Linked DNA regions of Pan troglodytes: region 1 is linked to region 2. The links are chromatin contacts, called in public Hi-C maps. All regions are on one chromosome and are shown on one strand. The core of a region is the stretch at or near the end of the contact, and the rest is flanking DNA. Distances in the headings are between cores, read along the strand shown. Region 1 holds the start of NECTIN1 (nectin cell adhesion molecule 1). Region 2 has its middle 150 kb from the start of NECTIN1.

Region 1 (6,854 bases), core at 3,773-6,272, 150 kb before region 2:
TGATGCTTGCTCCTTTCTCCCTATAGATTTTGGAAGCTTGGTAGTCATACCCCACTTAACACTCCCTTTGGCCTTCTCAATTGTGAAGTCTGAAGCCGCTTTCCAACCTCTCTCTGCAGATAACTTCAGCTCCCACTGTACTGCAATGACCTTATTATAAACTTCCCCCCTTCACTACTCCACCCCAAAACTTCTACCTTCACTACTCTCTTCACCTTCCCTCCAGGCTCAGAGAAAGATGGGTCTTCTCCTTTCCAAGGCTGACCCCTTCCCACCCCCAGTGCCCCCCAACCCAGGACTTGCTCCATAAATGACACCCTATTTCACTTCTTACACTTGCTTCTCCACTCCCTCACTGTCCACTAGCTCTTTTCCTTCTGACTACAAGATGCTCAGTAGCTTTTGATTTCCGAAGAAAAAGGAGAAAATAAGCCTCTTGGTCTGTCTTGCTAACCCTCTCCGAGCTTCTCATCCACCTTGCTCATTCCATCCACCACCAAACTTCTCAAAAGCAGAGAGGATACCTGCTGCCTCTGCTTTTTCACCTTCCAGTTGCTCCTCCTCCCACTTTGATCTGGGTTCAGCCCCTGCCTAGTCACCAACATCCCTCTCTCAAAGGTCACTGGTGGTTTTGCCACTGCTTCCAAAGACCCCTTCTGATCCCCACCTGCTTTCTGCAGCATCAGACACTGTTAGCAACCTCCTCCACCTCCTCTATTAAATCCTCTTCTCACTTGGCTTCCATGACAACCCTCTCTCCTCACTCCCCTCCTCCTTCACTGACCAATCATCATCTGTCCATCCTACCCACGTTGTTGCCAGATTCATCTCCTGAAGCATAGCTCTGACAGTTCCCAATAAGTGCTTCTCTGTTCAGAAACTTTCCATGGCTCCCCACTGCCTGCAAAAATAAATAAATAAATAAATAAATAAATAATGGAGTTGTAAAATCACGCAACTATATGTAATTCATAATATACAATAATCTGTCACGTTTTCAAACCTTTTTAAGCAGCAGAATCTTCAAAATCCATTAAGAGATATCTTTCTCAGAAGCCCAATTTTCAAGCACATGAAAACACATGCTCTTTATATATGGCTCCTGTTGAGCCCAGGAAATTCTAGGGTTTCCAAAACACAACTGGAAAACCAGTGAACAAATTAAACTCCTCAGTCTGCAGATGAGAAAACTGAGGTCCAGAGAGGGGAAGTGATTGGCAGAAAGTGGCACAGGATGTGAGTTAATCAACACATTTTCATTACAAGCCTATCAGGTACCAGGCATGTTCTAGGTGCTAGAGATATAGCAGAGAACAACAGCAACATGATCCCTGCCCTGGAGGAGCTGACAGTCTAATGGGGAGTGAATGAGGCACTATAAACCATCACGAAAGTGGTCCCAAGTATGCAAAGTCGATAGCAGGGGATGATTGGAAATCCCAGTGGCTCCTCCTTGAAGCCTCAGAGCAGGGTGAGATGAGGCTGCAGAAGCAGGCATGGGCCCCTTAGGCCTTGTTGAGGACTTGACACTGGTCTCAGAGTCTGGCAGGCCAAGAAATTGTTCCTGGGCATTGACCATCTGCATTTGAAAATAACCCACTACTAAATGTAATGTTGTATCCTGGATTAAATTGTGGAACAAAAAATAGACATTAGTGGGAAAAAACCTGGGGAAATCTGAATAAATTCTGTAGTTCAGTTAATAGTATTATACTAACACTAATTTCTTAGTTTTGATAGATGTACCATGGTTCTATAAGATGTTAACATTCAGGGAAGATGAATGAAGGGCGTATGAAAACTCTGTACCATTTATGCAACTCTATTGCAAATCCAAAATTATTTCAAAATAAAGCTTGTAAAATATATATAAACCATTTTCAGGAAGGGGAAAGCTGGATGTGGAGAGACAGATGACAATAATAATGATGACTAATACTTAGACCGTTTTTACTGTACACCAGGCATTGTTCCATGCACTTCACATGTTTGGCTCAAGGCTCATTTAATCCTCACAACTTCAAGAGGTAGGTGCTCTTATTTCTCCCTGTTTTACAGAGAAGGTACCTGAGCACAGAGAAGTTAAGTCACTTGCCCAAGGACACATAGCTATTGGGTGTCAGAGCTGGAGTTTAAGAATTCCAATCCAGGCAGATTAGCTCTCCAGAGTTCCATGTGCTGGACCGTTACATTTTACTCCCCATCTCAGTGCAGACTGGCTATACTGTCAGAAAGTATTGTAAAGACCAGGTAGAAATCATGAGTGCATGGACTAGATTAATAACAGGAGAAATGGAGCAATGTCACTAGACTTTATATATATATGATATATATATATCTCAGGGGCATATCAGGGGCATATCAATGTCACTAGACTATATATATATATATATCTCAGGGGCAGAATCAACAAAATTGGAACATGGTGGTTCAGGAAGAGGTAAGAAGCAAGAGTGACTCCTGGGCTCACAGCTTAAGAGCAGGAACCAAAGCCTGCTTTCCTGCATGCTTGGTCCTGTGTTTCTTCCCTGTCACTAAAGGAAATCTTCTGGTCCTTTTGCCTTCTGTTTGCGCCTACCTGTCCCTTTCTCTTATACATCTCTAAAACGCAAAACAAACTGGAATGCCTACTGTCCTAACACAGGTGTCACCTCTCCCACCTCCGCGCACCTCCATGTTCTTGTACAAGCTGTTCCTTCCACTTAGGAGTCTCTCTCCTGCCTCTTTTGGTCCAAATCTGATCTGTCCTTCAGGGTCTCAGTTAAATGTCCCCTCCCCCAGCAACCTTCCCTGCTTGTTTAAAGATGATGAGTGAACAACCATACTATATCACTTACTTGCTTCCATCTTCTCCACCCAACCAATCCCCAGGCAGCCACATCTTCCCTGCTGGCCGCACCCTCTTTGGAAGCTCATTTAAGATCAGAGGATCAAAGAAGCCTGACCTAAAGATGGAGAGAGTGCAGCCGGGTACAGTGGCTCATGCCTGTAATCCCAGCACTTTGGGACACCAAGGAGGGCGGATCACCTGAGGTCAGGAGTTCCAGACCAGCCTGGCCAACATGGCGAAACCCCATCTCTACTAAAAATACAAAAATTAGCCGGGCGTGGTGGCACACACCTGTAATTCCAGCTACTCGGGAGGCTGAGACAGGAGAAACACTTGAACCTGGGAGACAGAGGTTGCAGTGAGCTGAGATCGCGCCACTGCACTCCAGCCTGGGCAACAGAGCAAGACTCTGTCTCAATAAAATTAAATTAAATTAAATTAAATTAAAATAAAAGATGGAGAGGATGGGAGGGTAAGAGCAGGGAACAAGAAGACCTTGGTACATCTGGGATTGCCCCTTCAAACCATGCCTTCAGCTCCTACAATGTGCCTGGCACAGAGCTGAAGGCCACCACAATGAATTCAATTCAACCCTGGCCCTTAAAGCACTCAGCAGCCAGATGGGAGATTCCCAGCTGCCACAAACTAAATCTGATAGCGTGTTCCCCAGTTTAAAACCCTCGTAGCAGCTACCGGGCATGATTCACGAATCTGCAGACCTCTCCTTTCCTCAAGTCTTAGGCTCAGGCTAAACCAGTCAACCCTTTGTGGGCCCCCTACTCACCTGACCATTGCTTACCTTCATTCCTTTGCTCGTGCTGACCCTCTACCTTAAATCCAGTCTCTTTTATATCTCTGCCCTCCAGCACTTACCTTGGTCTGATAGATGACTCACCGAGACCCTGTGTTCACTTCCCTGAAGCCTTTACACCAACCCCACCCCGGGCTAAACTGGGCACTTTTTCTGTGACCCACCAAACCCACACAATCCCATATTAAATATTTGTTTACGACATCCGTTTCTATGTCTGTCTTCCCCCACCCTTCAACTAGATTGAGTTCCTTCAGGACAATGATGATGTCTCTGTATCCCCAAGCCAGGCGCTGTGTTTTGACACAAAGAAAGCCCAGGTTACATTTGTTAAATGTAAAAGACCATACAGTGAGTGGGTGAGTGTTCATGACAATGCCAGATCTGACTACTTCCGCGAGAAACCGAGACACTCCAGGGCCGGATTCCAGACAGTGGGAATATGGCGCTGTCTTTGCCCCTTCTCCAGTGAGGAACCAGAATTTACGTGTTATCAGAAACAGCCACTTCCCCTCTGCTCCTGCCCGCCTAGAGGGCTGGGCAAAGGGTAGAGGGAGCAGTGTCCGGCCAGGGTCTGGGGAGAATTCGGCTCTCCTTAGTGGGAAACTCTGTCTGTCTTCCTCCCCCAGGGGGAGGGGATGGGGATAGGAGGACCAGAGTAAGGGGAAGAGGGCAGGCCCGGAGGGCGCAGTCGCCTTGGCAGAAATCCTACCACACCCGGATGTGGTGGGTGGTGAACGGGATGGGGCGGAGAGTCCCTGCCCTGCCAGGGACACTGACTGGACGATCCACTTTCGCGGGAATCCCACAAATCTCTCAAAACTAAGGTCCTGGAAACTGGAGGAGAGCTCGTTTTCAGGCTATGTTTGGGCAAGGGCGGGGCGCGGGGTGCTTCAATTTTTGGAAAAGGAACCCCCGAAGGGAGCAGGGATTAGAAAAGAAACTCTACCAGAAACCTCAGTGGGCCCGTCTCACCCACTCATGCCCACCACTGACTTCTCTGGCAGCTCCCCGTCGCCCCGCGCACCGCTGCCTCCCCGTGGAACGTCCAAGTGGTGCAGAGGAGAGGGATCTCCGGAGACTGGGTTCTGTTGCGAGCTATGCCACGTTCCGTCCCGGGCGGAACTCTTCTTTGGGCCTTTGTTTCCTCGTCTGTGAAATGGGGCCAGGGTGGGAGCAGAGGGCTTGCAGAAGCCCTGCCAGCTCCGACGCTGCTAGCCGGGATTCTCCATCCCGCCCTCTCCTCCACCGCCGCCCCCGGCCCGGTCCTAACTCCACCCCCACCCGCCGCGCCTCGGCGCCGCCGGCCGCTAGGGGTCACTGCCTGCCTTTGTCAGCGGAGGAGGAGGGCAGCCCGCGCTCCAGCCGGCTCCCCAGCTGGCAGGCGGCCGAGGGGTAGCTCCCGAGCGAGGGTCCTGAGCCGGACCCCGCAGCCCGCGCTCGCGATCCGCCTCTGCTTCGGTCGGGAAGGCGCGTGCGCTCGGGCTCCGACCGGGCCCCGGCGGGCGCGCATCGAGGCCAGGAGGGGGTTAACGCTAACCCCTCCCCTCTGGCTGACATCACGGGCGAGCGGGTGAGAGGCTGGAGCTCGGCGAGTGAGAGAAAGAGAGCGAGAGCAGCGAGCGCGGCTCCACATTGTTGCGGATCGCCGGCACCCGGCAGAGCGGCGGCGGCTGGGACGCGCGGCGCCTCCGACCCGTTCTCCTCGCGCCCGGCCGCGCAGCCAGAGCCACCCGGGCCGCCGACCACCGAGCCCCGCGCCCGCCGCCTGGGCCCCGAGCCTTCCGCGCCGCCCGGGTGCGTCCCGCCACCCTCGGAGGACGGCCGGCCATGGACGCCTGCAAGTTGGAGCCGAGCGGGAGGGTGTGAGCGCGCCGGGGCCAGGAGCCCGCGCCGCGCAACCGGGCAGCCGGGCGAGCCGGGGGTGGGTCCCTCTCCCCAGCCCCGCTCTGCGTGGAAGAAGAGGGCGGGGACCGGCGCCGGGAGGAGAGCGGAGGAGGCGAAGGGGCATGACTCGTGCAACTTGCGGCGGGCATCTGCCGAGCCTCTGAGCCGGCGGCGGCCCGGGGCCCGGACTGCGGCCGCGCGGATCCCACCCAGCCCACCCCGCCCCGGCCGACGGCTGCAGCTGACCTGGATCCTTCGAGCGCCCGCCGACCGCCAGCGATCTTCCCTCATCTTCCGGGCTGGTTTCTGCTGCGCGAGGAGCGCTGCCCTCGCCGCCCCTCTCGCCGGCCCCCCGGCCCCCGATGGCTCGGATGGGGCTTGCGGGCGCCGCTGGACGCTGGTGGGGACTCGCTCTCGGCTTGACCGCATTCTTCCTCCCAGGTAAGAGCGCTCACCTCTGCTGTCCCCACCCCCATCCAATGCCTCCCCGGGGCTGGGAGCCGGATGGCGGGCACGACTGGATTGTGGGGAGTGAAAGGAGCCAGAAAAGTTGGGTCACGGCTTGGGTAAAGGGGGTGGGAGGTGGCACGGCGGAGAAAGAGGTTGAGAAGCCGAACCGCCTGCCCTGCAGGGAAGCAGTCAGATGCACGTCTCTATGTAGCATGAAAGCACTTTCTCCGCTCAGTTCTTCACAAAAAATAATAATATGTAATAGCGTTCTATTTATTTAATAACCAGCTCTCTGCTCGGGAAGCAGTTTGGAAACACTGCGTGTTACATAAATGCAAAATAATCACCGTAATCACCGTCTTGGGGTGGGAGACAACAGCCCCAGGGGGAGGGCGTCAGTCTCAGAGCTGCGGGTTTGGAGTATGGCGGGGGGGCTTCGTCTCTTTCGGCGGCCCCTTTGCCAGACGGCTCAGGACGCTCGGGCCCCCTCCCGCCCCACACCGCCCCACAGCGGGCGCGGAGAGTCGGCTGCTGCGGCAGAGGCGGCTCCTCGCTCACCTGCGGTTCCTTTCCTGGAGGGTGAGGCCGGGGCAGCCTCCTCCCGGCCTGGCGCGGGACCGGGCTCCCCCTCGGAACTCTGCTCCCAGCTCTGGGGGCTCTCCCTGGAGGAGACACCGCGGGCTTCCTGCCATCCAAGTAGCTGCATGACCCACTTTCCCGAGGGTGCCCCGCGTGTCCTTCCTCGAGGTGCGGGCTGCCGGCAGCCGAGGGGTTAACCTCGCGCCCGACCCCGGGGTGGCCCTGGTGGCCCATTCTGACGGGTGGGGTGGGGACGGAGGCTGGGACCAGCCCAGGCATATTGTGCTGGGGAATGAA
Region 2 (6,595 bases), core at 2,502-5,001:
AAAAGTCTTACATTATTTAAATATGAATATCATCTTTGTCTGTTTTGTGCTGCTCCCACAGAATACCTCAGACTGGGTAATTTATAGTGAATAGAAATTTACTGGCTTATGGTTCTGGAGGCTGGGAAGTCCAAGACTGAGGGGGTGGCGTCTGGTAAGCCCTTGCTGCACCATAGCATGGCAGAAGGCATCACATGGGTGAGCGAGAGAGAGCGGGAGAGACAGAGAGAGGAGGTGGGGGAGAGAGAGGGGGGAGGAAGAGGGTGAAGACAGAGAGAAGGGCTAATCTCTTTTTATAAGGAACCCATTCCTGAGACAATGGCCAATGGCATTAATCCATTCATGAAGGCAGACCCCTCATGGCCTAACCACCTCTTAAAGATCCTGCCTCTTTCTTTTTCTTTCTTTCTTTCTTTCTTTTTTTTTTTTTTTTTTTTTTGAGACAGAGTCTTGCTCTGTCACCCCAGCTGGAGTGCAATGGCATGATTTTAGCTCACTACAACCTCCGCCTCCCAGTTTCAAGTGATTCTTCTGCCTCAGCCTTCCAAGTAGCTGGGATTACAGGCACACACCACCACATCCAGCTAATTTTTGTATTTTTAGTAGAGATGGGGTTTCACCATGTTGGCCAGGCTGGTCTCGAACTCCTGACCTCATGATCTGCCCATCTCACCCTCCCAAAGTGCTGAGATTACCAGTGTGAGCCACCATGCCCAGCCTCTTTTTCTGTTTTTTTAGAGACGAGGTCTCTCTCTGTTGCCCAGGCTGGGGTACAATGGCACAATTATAACTCACTGCAGCCTCAAACTTCTAGGCTCAAGCCATCCTCCCACCTCAGTCTCAGCCTCCTGAGTAGCTGGCACCAACTACCTGCTAATAGCCATACTACAAACACCCAGCTAATTTTTTATGTTTTTACTTTTTGGAGATGGGGTCTCATTATGTTGCCCAGGCTGGTCTCAAACTCCTGGCCTTAAGCGATTTTCCCACCTCAGCCTCCTAAATAGCTGGAATTACAGGCATGAGCCACCGTATTAAGAGGCTCGCCTCTTAATATGGTTACAATAGCAATTATGTCTCCAACACATGCTTTTGGGAGGGACACATTCAAACCATAGCAAATACCTTCTGAAAAGTTGACCTGAACATTTACATAAGCTGTCACCCGGGAACTTATCTTCTAATGCAGGTGTAAATGACTATTAGAGATACTTTGCTGAAAACTTGGTGAACAAGCAGAGAGCATGAGGATGTTAAGCCCCTTTAGAGAGTAGAATAGGTGTGGCACGGGAAGGGGGAGCTAGCTAGGATACTGAGGAAAGGCTGAGTCTTCTTCACATAGCTTGGTGAAGGTTTCCTCGGCACCCAGATCCCAGCCTCTTTCTTGCAATGGATCAAGATGACTTGGTGACATTCTCTGCCACCCTAACTTCCATCTGATCATGATATTTTCCCCACCTACACCATGTTTTAAGCTTAAGGAATAGTTTTAAGTGGATTCCTGCCCGCTCCCTCCAGCTTTCTCATCCTAGGGCCCCCCCGGCTTTTTTTTTTCCCTGGGGTGGGGGAGGCGGTTGAGACCTGCTTAATTTATTCCAATGACACAACTGTGATCCCAAAGTGTGCAAAGTTAAAGCCTTCAATTGCAGCTGAGCAGACGGCAGGAATGGTACACCTGGGGATGGTGGTGAGTCAGGAATGACAGGCAGGCGGCCATGACCAGGGCAGCCTCCTCCCCACATGGCCAGGGACAGGGGAGTGGCCGGAGGAGCAGGACCCAAGGGTAGCCCAGGGCTGGGGAAGGGGGCAGAGACCTCCCCTTGGCCTAGGGCCACTTTGATGGCCCTGTTCCGTGTGGCACGGGTGGGGGGGGGGGGCGATTCATCCGCTACTGTATGTGAGGAAGCTGGGAAGGTGGGCTTGGTGAAGGAGTAGTAAGTGTTACCTGGGCTGGGAGCTAAAGAGTAGATATTTTCTGATTTGAGAAGACATCTGAATGAGACCAGATGGAAAAGGCATCCATCTCTTGATTTGTACAGGTGAATTAGCCACACTGCGGCTTCACTGGGGGCAAATTATCCACATTCATGTTGAGAGCATCCTCCCTTCTGTTTGTCCTCATACTTTCAAGAACTCAGAAGAACCCACGCAATCTCAAACAGTTCATGGAGTAAAAGGCAGTCAGTTCTAAGGGAAGCTGGCGCACCCATCGGGCTGTCCTTGGCATGGGTAGTAACATTAAGCAGGCTGATGGGAAGGAAGGTGGGAACCCCTTAAATTCTCCTATATTAACCCTCCAAAGGAGGTTCTTCATTCCAGCCTTTTGAGAGCCCTGAGTCCGGGATCACTCAGGTTTACCCCGGGTCAGACCTCCAACACCTCTTCATCTCAAGTAGCTTGGATTAGCCACTTCAACACCCCACTGAGTTGGCTTCAAGCAATAATCTGGACAATGAAGAGAGGATCAGGGCCACTCCACAGCCTAGAAAGTGTGGTTTCTGGGCCCTACCCAGCTTCAGGGCCTACAAGCCACTCTTAGCTCTTCCCAAGAGATCTCCAGAATCAGAATGAGAGAGCTGCATGGAAGCGACCCCAGGCCCTGTGCGGTGTGGTCAGAGTCCAAGGCCAGGGAGCTTGCCCCAGTCACATAAATGGTTAGCAAAAGCCAGGGTGCGGCCCTAGTCCCACCCTCCCCCAGCCCCGAGGGGTCCTTCCAGAACTGCCACCTGAACAGGTGGCTGCTCCGGTGCTGAACCCCTGCCGAGCTGAGGGTGACCTTGGACATCCACCAAAGTCCCTGCGGCGGGGGGCGGGGTCCGCCCGAGCTCTAGCTCGGTATAGGGGGCTGCCGCAGCCTGATCACGTCTCCGCCTCCCTGACTGGGCTGGCTCGTCGCCTGCTGCTCCCTGGCAGCTGTCTGCCGCTGCCGGGAAGGTGATTGCCATGTTTGCAGCTCCTTTCCTTGTTTGGAAAGATCTGGAGGCAGGTGAGGCTGCCGGGAAAGCGCGACTGACAGGTTGTGATCTGCAGGTTTCGGCGCCGGGCTCCGAGCTCCAAGCAGTCTGGGGAAGGCTGTCCGTCTGCTGGGGGCTGCGTTCCGCCTCCGCGCCCCGTACGTGCCCCCTCTCGCGGACCGGGTGCCGGCCTTTTCCTCTGGGCCCCGCAGGCCCCCCACAGCCACCAGACCCCAGCCAGGGTCGCCTGGCCCTCCCTCTGGACCCGAGAGACCCCTAAACAAACCCCCAGCCCCACGAGCCGCCCTCCTCCACGGGCAGTCCTTCCCGGTGTCTGACTCAAATCTCCGGCTCTGGCACGACGCCGCGTCTCTGTAGGAAGGAGCATTGTGCGGTCGTGCCGGTTCCTTCCCGCGCACTTGGAGGGACCCACCTAGCAATCAGTCACGCTGGCATTTTTCTCCGAGCCGACAAGGCAATTTGTGAGGAGCAGGGCTTTCTCGCCGGCTGGATGCTAAGTGGGAGCAGAGGAGGTGGGCGTGGGGGGCGTTCTAAAGAGATACCCAAATTAAACTTCCAATCTGCCATGTCCTGTGTCACTCAAGGCGATTCATTTTCTCCCTGGCTCCCGCTGGGGCGGCTCCCAGAAGCGCCGGGACGTGGAGCTGCGGTCGTTGGCGGCGCGTCGCCTCCTCCGCGGAGAACAAACGGACGTCCCGCGGCCCCCGCCCCACCGCAGCTCTAAGAGCCTGCGCCCCTGAGCTCCGCCGCGCGGAGCCGCGGGAGAGGGATTCGGAGGACACAGTGGGCAGGAGGAGGGGCTTGGGGGTTTCTAGGCGCCCCCCCTCTTCCATTATCTGCCTCAATAACTCAGCAGGAGGTTGGGCCGGAAGCTGAGGGTTTGTGCGTGGCTGAGTTTGCACATTCCAGAACCTAGAAGTGGCTCCCATACTGCCTTCTAGGCCCCGCGTGCTGCTCTGCTCTGAGTTGGAGTCCTCCTCCAACCATCCAACTAGTGCCCAAGCCTGCCATTCCTGCATTCAGGCCAAGGAGGAGGGGCTAGGGGCTCAGAGGATGCAACTCTCACCCTTGCAAATGGCATTTTTTTTTTTTTCTGAGACAGAGTCTCACACTGTCACCCAGGCTGGAGTGCAGTGGTGCAATCTTGGCTCACTGCAACCTCTGCCCCCTGGATTCAAGCCATTCTCCTGCCTCAGTCTCTCGAGTAGCTGGGATTACAGATGCACGCCACCACGCCCGGCTAATTTTTGTATTTTTAGTACAGATGGGGGTTCATCATGTTGGCCAGGCTGGTCTTGAACTCCTGACCTCAGATGATCCACTCGCCTCAGCTTCCCAAAGTGCTGGGATTACAGGCGTGAGCCACCGCACCCGGCCTGCAAATGGCTTTTTGATGAACCCCATGTGTGCAGTGTTGCTCCACAAGGTCCCAAGGTTCGCTGGAGAACATCCCCACTCAGCCAGGAGGAGGCGCTCTGTCCAGGTTTGGAGAGGTGAAAACATTTCCCAGTGGAAAACCAAAGATGAGTTGGCCTCAGAAGACCAGGGAGGAGAGAGAAAGGAGGCAGATCCCAGGAGTCCTGACTCCCAGTTCCCAAGGGCTCACAGCTGGCTAATGGCTACTGCAACTGGGTTACCTGCAGCTCACCTCCCAGGTCCCACCTCTCCCCAGGTCTAAGATCAAAAGCCCTGGCTCTCTAGAGCTCATCCTGTCCAACCTTGCCGCATCCAGAGCAACCCTCCACTAGACAGGCTGCCAGCACCTGAGCAAGAGAAGAGGGGCGGGGAAACATGAGAAAAGACGAAGCGTGAGGCTGGGTTTCCTTTAAGATTGCAGTTTGGGTGCGGTGGCTCATGTCTCTAATCCCAGCACTTTGGGAGACCAAGGCGGGTGGATCACGAGATCAGGAGATCGAGACCATCCTGGCCAACATGGTGAAACCCCATCTCTACTAAAAATACAAAAATTAGCTGGGCGTGGTGGCATGCACCTGTAGTCCCAGCTACTCAGGAGGCTGAGGCAGGAGAATCGCTTGAAACCGGGAGGTGGAAGTTGCAGTGAGCTGAGATTGCACCACTGCACTCCAGCCTGGCGACAGAGCGAGACTCCATCTCAAAAAAAAAAAAAAAAAAAAAAAAAAAGATCTCGGTTTGTGCCCAGGTAAGAGAAGGAGCAGACACCACATTAGATTCTGGGCTCCTTCACCCAGAATGGCAGCAACATATCTTTGGCTCTATACATCTTGTGCTGGCTTCTAGTCTCGTCTCTGACATTAGTTTTCTCTGTAAATTGTAGGAGACCAAAATATGACTGTAGGGGACCAGAATATACCACCCTAGCATATGCCTCTCTGGCATAAGGATTATTTTGAGTTAATTATTTTGAGAATCTGCAGACACAGGAGAAACTGAAAACAGAGTAGAAGTTACCCTTTCGTATGGGAAATTTACATTTACAAAGGAAATCTCCCTTTGTAAGGATGTCTCCCTCTCTGTACCAGGAAGAGAAGGATGTCTCCAAATCACTAGAGACTTATCAATGGATAAGCACTGACTTTAATATGCATAGCAAACCTTACTCTTGTTTACTGTGCTTTTCTTGGTCACCTCCCCATAACTGGCCTCCCTCATACCCTTCTTTCTTCGTTTCAGCTGAAGATGGTATTTCAGCCTGAATTCTAAACCACCTCTTTGAGATGTACTCCTTTTTCCCTGGGCATCTCCCATGTGTACATGAGGTATAGAGGTTAATAAACTTCTGTTTGTTTTTCTCTTGTTAATCTGTCTTTTGTTACAGGTGTTCCAGCCAATGAACCTAAGAAAGGTGGAAGGAAAAGGTATTTTTCCTCTTCTACAGAATCTGGATGACCCAGGGGGTCCTGTCTTCCTCAGTTTCCTATTTCTAAACAAGGACTTTGCATATTGATGCCTGAGCGTTTTTCCAAATTCTTTTCTCACTGAACTCCCTCTGAGCCCTTGCCTCATGGTGTGGGGCAGTAGAGAACATGGTGAGAAAAGAAAAATAGCTCAGAGCGGTCTAAGCCCTGCAAAACTGATCAGGCCCTGAGAGACAGGAGTTTGGGAATTCAGTCATACACATCCCTCCTCATACTCCACCCAGGCCCAGGAGCAATTGTTCAAAGGGATTCTGTTCCTGACTAGCTGCCTCACCCATTATCTTCAGGTTCCTAAATTTGTGATACAAAGAATAGCAAATGACGAATGAACAGCTTATGTTGTTGTTATTATTATTATTACTTGTTTTTTAGAGATAGGGTCTCACTCTGTTGTCCAGGCTGGAGGGTAGTAGCATGATCATTGCTTACTGAAGCCTCAACCTCCTCTACTCAAGCAATCCTCCTGCCTCAGCCTCTGGAGTAGCTGGGACTACAGCCAGGTACTACCATACCCAGGTAATTTTTTTTTAAGACCCAATCTCACTCTGTCACCCAGGCTGCAGCACAGAGACACGATCTTGGCTCATCAAAACCTCTGCCTCCCAGATTCAAGCAATTCTCGTGCCTCAGCCTCCCCAGTAGCTGAGATTACAGGCGTGTGCTACCACGCCTGGCTAATTTTTTGTATTTTTAGTGGAGACAGGGTTTTGACACGTTGCCCAG

The links. Hi-C and Micro-C count contacts between places; a contact is called where the count stands out from the background.
Region 1: a contact with region 2 is called in a Hi-C map of stem cell-derived neural progenitor cells, with 2.4 times the contacts expected there. The contact joins the promoter of NECTIN1 here to the enhancer-like site in region 2. A contact is called at or near these places in 1 of 7 Hi-C or Micro-C datasets (stem cell-derived neural progenitor cells) and 1 of 1 datasets of contacts at active chromatin or transcription factors (stem cell-derived excitatory neurons).

What each region holds. Positions count from the first base shown.
Region 1 is chr9:121,670,053-121,676,906 of NHGRI_mPanTro3-v2.0_pri, reverse strand. NECTIN1 (nectin cell adhesion molecule 1) reads left to right here and starts at 5,022. Exons shown (of 6, transcript XM_016922150.4): 1 at 5,022-5,969. The coding sequence starts at 5,891. LOC101059011 (a long non-coding RNA gene) reads right to left here and starts at 4,865. Exons shown (of 5, transcript XR_001707584.3): 1 at 4,638-4,865; 2 at 808-901.
Region 2 is chr9:121,523,432-121,530,026 of NHGRI_mPanTro3-v2.0_pri, reverse strand. No RefSeq gene overlaps it. Among named protein-coding and RNA genes, the nearest start is that of NECTIN1, 150 kb to the left of the region's middle. Within about 2 kb of position 3,751, at least 14 of the 24 cell types and tissues checked have an H3K27ac peak or open chromatin away from gene starts, as enhancers often do. A contact at or near this core is called in stem cell-derived neural progenitor cells, where this site is marked.